2 separate regions of the Triticum aestivum genome follow, and region 1 is linked to region 2. The links are chromatin contacts, called in public Hi-C maps. All regions are on one chromosome and are shown on one strand. Each heading gives the region's core, a stretch centred on a gene start, on an enhancer-like site or on the middle of the called end of the contact. The rest is flanking DNA. Distances are from core to core; before and after follow the strand shown.

Region 1 (4,020 bases), core at 1,493-3,992, 270 kb after region 2:
TTTTTCATGAACGGATCATGTCGTTCTCACACATACCCGCCTTCAGCTTCATCCAACAACGTATGCACGTAAATGCCCGTCACTCTGTCCTGTGGTACACCACGGCGGCACATGTAGGCTACATATAACGCACAGTCCAATATTGAACGAATGAATCAATCAACAAGAGCAAGAGGAAGTAAAACTTACTATGTCATCCTCTGCCGCGTGCAATGATAACCTTTCCTTGAGCTGACGAACCACGTCGCAAAACTTGATGATGCTGACTTGAATAGCCTGCCAGCGATACGACAACAACCTCAAGTTGCGTGGTTGAATGATGTACATGTCTTAGGGCGCAATGTGCTTTCGTGCGTGAATCTTTTCATGCACTTGCTCTCAGGAGGGCTCCCCTCTGCTCCCGCCTATAAATCCGTGGATACGGCCAGCCACGCGTCGCATAACAACTCATCTTCCATCGTCGAGTAGCTCACCATCCTTCATATTCTAAAAACGACACACCATTTAAAAATAAGCTCAATGTCATTTGACCAAACACCTGTCGGGCGTGGTGTCCGCCATGGAAGTCGTCGACATAGGGCGAAATACCTGGGTACAAATGGCTCTGGGGTGGGCAGCTCCATCGTAGGCGCGTCGCTGCTGGTTCCGGACGTCCGGCAATGGCCAGAGACATACATCACCGCCGGTGGAGGTGGAGGGTGCAGATGGAAAGCAAGGGAGAGAAGGGCGGAGTGGAAGAAACTGAGACCAGAAGGGGGGATTGGGTGGGCCAGGGGTGTTGAAGTCCTACGGGGCCGTTTGGATGGAAGCCAACGACAGCCCTGCCAAAATTTTGGCGTTGACTGAGGCCACAGGCGAGCGTTGGTGGCTGCCCAAATTTCGGATCTAGCCAAATTTTTGGTCACCACATCCAGTTTTTCATGCAGGGCGATTCGCCGGCGGCGAAATCTCCCGCCAAATAGTTGGCGCGCCAAGCGTTGGTAGGGCGACTGCGGGCGCCATCCAAACGGCTCCTACGTTTCGGTTGTCCGAACTCTCGCAAAGCTCACCCACTTTGTCTCTAATTTACGGGAGAAATCTTGTCTGGATCGCCTGGCAGACCGATACAGGTCGGTGTTGAATGGTTTTCACGGTTCGGATAGCTCGATCTGTACGGTTGCGGGAGGTTTGTGTGTCCACCTTAAAGATGCCCTAATAGTTCTTCGAAATGCTTCCATTTCACCTCTTTATAACCAATCCAAATGAAAGTTTAAGCATAAAATCTCTCACGGTTGGAAGAACCGCATTCCCCAAGGCACCAAACTTGAGAATAGAATAGCATTGTTTGGCCATACGAGTTTCTTCACTGCCTAACTCCCTGCTAACTGAAGGATTCGTGGAGTGCAAACACAGACAAGCCGAAATACCTACCCAAAAAACACACCACATGATTGCCTTGCGCAACATCCATCCACATGACCGAAACTGCACAGGAAAGGAACACCGGAATCTGATGCCCGAAACAATAATGTGTCCGCTACCTCACATCAGGTCCTCCCTTTTTTCCGCAAAAAACACACACCAACCTTTGTCACATTATCCCCTCGTTTTTTCCACCAAACACAGCACCAACCAACGATACAAAATTAGGGACAGAGAGGACAAATATTCATGGTTGAAATACTATGAACAGATTAGATATTCTTTCACCGTTTTTTTCACCGTTTTGTGAGACGGTGGTGCTGTGGAGGTGGAAAAATTCACCGTCTTGCAAATTGCTGTGGAGCCTAGGGCCTAGCCGTCTCGTCTCGTCTCATATGTACTGGCCTTCCTCCAACGGCCTGAAATATCTGAACCCGCCCCCCTGGGAGCCCGGGCTGTCGGCCTGACGGCAGCTGCATGCCTCCCCGCCGCGGAAGCCGAGGTGGCGGCAGAGGCAGACCGGGTGCGAGGTCGGCGTGTCGGCCGCCGGCGGGCCCACCGACAGGTCGAGGTTTAGGTCGGGGCACCGTGGTTCCCCCGTGCTCGTCGCGCCGCTGCTGCCGTCGTCGGACGACGACTCCACGACCGGCGGCTGCTTTGTCGGCAGGGCGAACATCGTGGGTGGCGCTGCCCTCGCCGGCACTGCTATGTGTGCAGGGCGGGATGCCGCGCCGCCGTCGACGGCCGTGAGCGGGCGGTGCGTGTGGGGGTCCATGCCGCGGGACAGGAGCTTGCGCTTGATGTGCGTGTTCCAGTAGTTCTTGATCTCGTTGTCCGTCCTGCCCGGCAGCTGCCCGGCGATCAGAGACCACCTGCACGAGCGAGCATTCCCGTCGTCAGCAAAGAAGTCATACTGCTGTATACGAAGAAGGCACGTCGACGAGGCCGATGGGTAGAGCGACTTACTTGTTGCCGAGGAGGCTGTGGAGGCGGATGATGAGCTCGTCCTCGTCGTCGGTGAAGTTGCCGCGCTTGAGGTCGGGACGGAGGTAGTTCATCCAGCGCAGGCGGCAGCTCTTGCCGCAGCGGAGCAGGCCGGCCGCCTTGGGCAGCGAGCGCCAGCAGCCCTCGCCGTTGGCCCTGATGTAGGCGACCAGCCGCTGGTCCTCCTCCTTGGTCCAGGCCCCCTTGTTGGTGTGCTCCTTCTCGCAGCACGGCGACCGCCCCATTCCGGCCAAACTCAGCAGTAACACCACGCGCGAGCTCAGGCCGGTGCTAGAGCAGGGCAGGGCAGGGCAGGGAGGAAGCGAGCTCTCTCCTGTTTCTGAGGCGGGAGAGCGGAGGCGGAGCGGTATATATGGCGTGGTGTGTGTGTTGGTTGGCCTTTTTCTCTGTCCGCATTGACTCGGCAGCATGTAGTGAGTTTGACGGGGGCGTGGTGGGGTGGGTTGGGTTGGGTGGTGGTTGCGGGAGGGAGGGAGGCGGTGCGGTTGCGGCGGTGGAGCCCGCGTGTTTTTGGTTCCAGCCCCCCTCTCGTACTTGGCACGTACCGCTACAGTTTGAGTTTGGTAGGCAGAGTTCGCTGGGCATTTTTAATAATCACAATCCACACACGTCGCTGCAAGGTGCGGGTACGGTTGGAAGATGTTCGCCTTTAAGAGCTAGCTAGGTTTAGTAGAAGTTGGTGCTCCGTAGAGTACTATTGTACTCCCTGTTAGATGGGTAGAAATACGGAACCCATTGACCGGCGAACAGTAGCATACATACACTCATATAGAGCTGGTACAGTACGAGTATACAGCACAACAAACACATCCGTAAATGCAAAAGAAATACATTTTAGCCACACATCAGTCAGGTGATTTTCGGATTCGGCACCAGTCGATTTTTGAATGAAGGAATGAGAAGGGAGGGCCTCGCCGGAGAGAAGCAAGGGGCTCGCCGTCATCAGCCGAGTATCTATCTTTGGGTTCTCGGCAAGGGTGGTGGTGGTGTGGGGATTCGCCGGAGAAAAAGCTCAGCGCAGGGGGGGGGGGTGTGGTATAGAGGGATGGCCAGGGCGGCGAAGGACCGACAGTGTGGCTTGGTTCCGAAAAAGGCGAGGCAGCGGGGGCCGGCGGTGAGGCCGGTGGTGGCTGACGGCTCAAGAAAGAAGATGGGTCGGAAGGTTGAAGAAAGACCGTGGGTCATTGATTTCGCATCCAACGGTTCACATAATCGACTGACCTCAAACCAAATTTTTTAGCTGGCTGGTTTCTAGCCGCACCCAAAGAAATACTACTAGAATGTCAATTCAAGCCAAGACAAGAATCTTCCGAATTCCACGTAGGTGGTTCTTGCAAAATTATGTGAGATGGATTTGAAAAGTGCTTGAACCGATCGAAGAAGCTTCTGCACGCGGAAGGAATCAGCAACAACCAACCGTGGTACGTGCGTATGCAAGCTTTACGGGCAGTAGGTGCACGACACCCTAGAGGAGGAAATCCTCTAGAAGGGTGCAATAATTTAGGACTTGGGTTAGGTGACGTGCATCTGGTATTCTGGCTACGAGTTTAGGTCGAGTTTGGTAGCAGCCCAGCCCAGCCTCGGTGGGCTAGCTCGGATCGGATAAAGAATCCG
Region 2 (3,671 bases), core at 910-3,409:
GGTAGCAGATCAGTATCAGGAACAACATGTGCACCAGCATTGTTGTGATCGGGTTTCGCCAGCTCCTGATGCCATCATACCACTTGGCCATTGAGGCAAAACCACAGAACAGAGAGGTGATGCGATAGAAGTTGGCCTTGCTGCGCCGGAGACTGAACATGTGCGAGCCCACATCAAGCGTGTACTCAACCACCTCCCTGCGCAGAGGAGGCTCAGCACGGCTAAGCCTTGCCGAAACAATCTGCATCGCCTGGTGCCTCAGGTAGTCCAACTGCATCACTGATATTGGTTGTGAGTAGTGCATCTTCGGCAGCAGCGGACGGCCATACATTGCCATCATGTTAACCCATGCCGTGCATGTAAACCGCACAGCCAAATGCAGCTCACCGGTCTTCTTGAGGCCACTTGGCTTAAGAGCCAGCAAAGGATAGAAATGGGTGTACACCCGGTCAGTCTCCAGTGTCGAGAGACGGATTCTGACCTTGCCAATGCTTTCATCCCGGGCATCACCATTCTTGCTCCCAATCTGGCTATTGTCAAACACCACCACCGTGATCACGGTGCAAGGATCAAACACCTCCCAGGTATACTGCTCATTCCACTGGGGATTCAGGGTGTTCATGATGGTTCTTGTGCGCACCCATTTCGGACCATACTTGGCAACACAGTAAGCGTCGGTGCTGCGACCATCCTTGGCCTTCATGGGAATCAAGTTGCGTGCACCTAGAACCCCCACCTCAAGGATCCCAATGCTCGGCTTCCGGGTGTGCTTTGATGATGGCTGGAGATCACTGCTGTAGTAAGTCGACTCGTCAAGAACATGGTACCCAAAGTCCAGCGACATCCGAAGCTGTATCTTGCTCGCGAACTTGCCCTCCTTCTTCTCGCCGTCGTCGCTGGGGCGCGCAAGGCTGTACCAGCGCGGCTCCACGGGCTTGCCGAAGTGGTCATGGCGCGGCATTGCGGCGTTGAGGGGCAGCATAATGCGCCCGAGCGGCTCGTCGCGGCCCGGCCCGACGCGGTCCTCCACGGTGACGAGCAAGGGCTCGTCGAAGGGCTCCGACGCGACAAACATGAACTCCTCGTTCCACATCGGGTTGGGCGTCCCCGGCGGCCCGCCCGGGCGCGTGCGCCGCACCTGCCCGGCGAGCTGCAGCTTGACGGAGGCGTTCATGGGGCGCGACGTGTCGTGGGGCACGAGGTCCTGCGCCCCGATGGCGGCGACGCGGAGGTACACGAGCTTGGGCGAGAAGTATACCTTGGCGCGCGTGGAGGCGACGGCCGACGGACCAGCCGCCCCATGCGCATCGGAATGCCAAGCCTCCGGAAACGCCTCATCGGCCTGGGTCCCGAGCCACACCGACAGCATGATCTCGCCGCGGTGGAGCTTCTCCCCACGCTTGCCGTCGAGCCTGTACCACTGGGGCGCCAGCGGGGAGTCCGGCGGCACGCGGACCGGGACCTCGGAGAGATCGAACCCTATGCGGCCGACCATGTCGTCGCCGCCGGCGAGATCCTTGGCCTTGACGGCGACCTCGAGCAGATGCGACTGGAGGTGCGTGGCGGAGAAGGCGAAGACCTGGTGCCAGGAAGGGCTATGGTGGCCGGCGAGGACGGCGGTGGTGCCCTTGAAGTTGCCGAGCTTGACCTCGACGAAGGGGTCGATGGAGCCGGTGGGGGAGACGGCGGGGAGGTCCCGCGCCTTGACGACGTGCACGTAGAGGAAGCGCATCGGCTCGACGAGGTCGTAGGTGGAGGAGATCTTGCCCGCGGCGTTGGCGGCGGCGGCGGAGGGGTTGAGGCCCGGGATGTTGAAGCGGGGCCGCAGCATGGCGGCCAACGGCGGGCGCGTCTCCGTCAGCCCGAACTGCTGCGGCGGCGGCGCCATCGGGCCCCCCGGCCCGTGCATCATGAACGGCCGCGGCTGCATTGCTCCCTTCATATCGGCGGGGTCGCACCGTCGCTCTGCGGTGGCGGCGGCGGCGTGGGGAAGGGAGGGGGGGGGAGTGGAGTGGGGGCTAGTGTGGCATTCCGTCGAGCAGTTGGTGGTGGGGTGGTGCCGTGGGAGCGCAATGGAGGGGAGCGTGCGTGCGCAGGGTACGGTAGAGGGATCTGTAGCACCTCGAAACGAATCCCGGCCGTCAGATCCGCATCGGGTGTCCCTCGTATATCCGTATCTAACAAAAAGGGGTAGATAAAGCGCAAGGACTAGACGCCCAGACGATAGAGCACGATACGTGACCGACGTGTAGGTCAGCGCAGCCCGTGGCCGCCGTGTCAGTGACGTTGGAGACACCCCGCACGGCGTGGGAAGGCGCTGGCGTAGTGGGAGGCGCGGCCTGTTGCGAGGCGGGCGGCGAAACGTGGGGCTCCACCCGGGAGGGATGGATGTGCTGGACAGCTCGACGGGCCGGTGCGTCGGATCCTCTGCGAGCGAGATCCACCGGTGCGCCCCCACTGGGACTGGGTCTCCGCTGGCCCCCGCAACGCTGTTTGTTTGTTTCACTTTCTTGCTAGCCATTTACGTGCTCGCATGGGCCCCGCCCAAAGATGATTGAGAGAATTCTGGCCCATCCTGCAGCGAAACTTTCGTGCCACGAATCATGTTTCATGCGAACCCCAGGGACGGTCACGTGGGCCGTTTCGCGATCCGATGTTCAGAGTAACATTGGAGTGGTATGTTTGACAGATTCAGGCCGTCAGGTGCTTTTGAATTTGAAGCAACGGAGATGGTCGCCGCAGACGATCTCGTGCGTCGCAGCAAAGCCTGAGATACGGGGTTGTTGGCATGGCGCGGACGGACGTTGAGCTCGGTCGGTCGGTCCCTGTCATTTCCCCGAAATCGCTGTTTGTTGATGGCTTCACGCCTTCGTCCGTGCAATCCGGACGTGAGCCGTTGCCTCGCTTCCTCTCCGTTTTCAAACATCCCATATAAAATTCCACTTTCCTCACTACTGCGTAGTATCTTTCTCTTTTTTTTTCCTCACTAGTATATTCGCTACGTACTTCTATCTTTTTTCCGGACATCCGTGCACTGCATCTGGTAAATTTCCATGTGCAGCCACGCACACTGTTGCTGCACGTCGAGCAGGCAGCAACTGTGCCAGACAATGCTGCGAAATCTCGAATAAATTTCGCGCTCGCTCGCTTTTACGCGTGCGACGGGCTAGTACTGCTATAGACATTTCATACTAGCTTCGCTTTTCCGAAAGCGTCTCTCTCTTTTTCCGAATGATAAACAAAGGCGACCGCTCCTGTCGCGAAAGTCGGCGAGAAGGCTTCTCCCTAGGGGAATAGCTCCAAACTCTGGTGAGTCAGCCGTGTCGCGGCCGCCCAGTTTCGGAGTGAGAATTTTACGCTGGCGAGTAGAGTACATCGCACAATGGCGCACATAGGCATAGCTCGCGTCACTTTCAAGTGCCTCCTCCCTTTTGAGCGTTTTTGGTAGATTGATTAGGCACGACAGGTGATTGACAAGCTAGGATAGGTGACATGGACCATGCATGAGTGCGACGGAGGAAGCCGCTCACCTACCGCTCTTGTTCCTGGCTCTGGCTGGCAGCACGGCGAACGGTAGAATATGCATGCGTCGTCCACGCTGGGGGTGAGGTATCGTGCACCGCACTGTACTACTGGCATCGCATTGCCAAGGGGAAACGTACGCCGAGCAG

Evidence for each region. A called contact is a pair of places that touch in the nucleus more often than the background predicts.
Region 1: a contact with region 2 is called in a Hi-C map of leaf, with 3 times the contacts expected there. The contact joins the promoter of LOC123134403 here to the promoter of LOC123134392 in region 2. A contact is called at or near these places in 2 of 5 Hi-C or Micro-C datasets (leaf and root) and 1 of 1 datasets of contacts at active chromatin or transcription factors (leaf).

What each region holds. Positions count from the first base shown.
Region 1 is chr1B:494,086,619-494,090,638 of IWGSC CS RefSeq v2.1, forward strand. LOC123134403 (myb-related protein 308) reads right to left here and starts at 2,743. Exons shown (of 2, transcript XM_044553665.1): 1 at 2,368-2,743; 2 at 1,491-2,273. The coding sequence starts at 2,630. The coding sequence ends at 1,793.
Region 2 is chr1B:493,820,919-493,824,589 of IWGSC CS RefSeq v2.1, forward strand. It overlaps LOC123134392 (FT-interacting protein 3), which reads right to left and starts at 2,160. Exons shown (of 1, transcript XM_044553656.1): 1 at 1-2,160. The coding sequence starts at 1,942.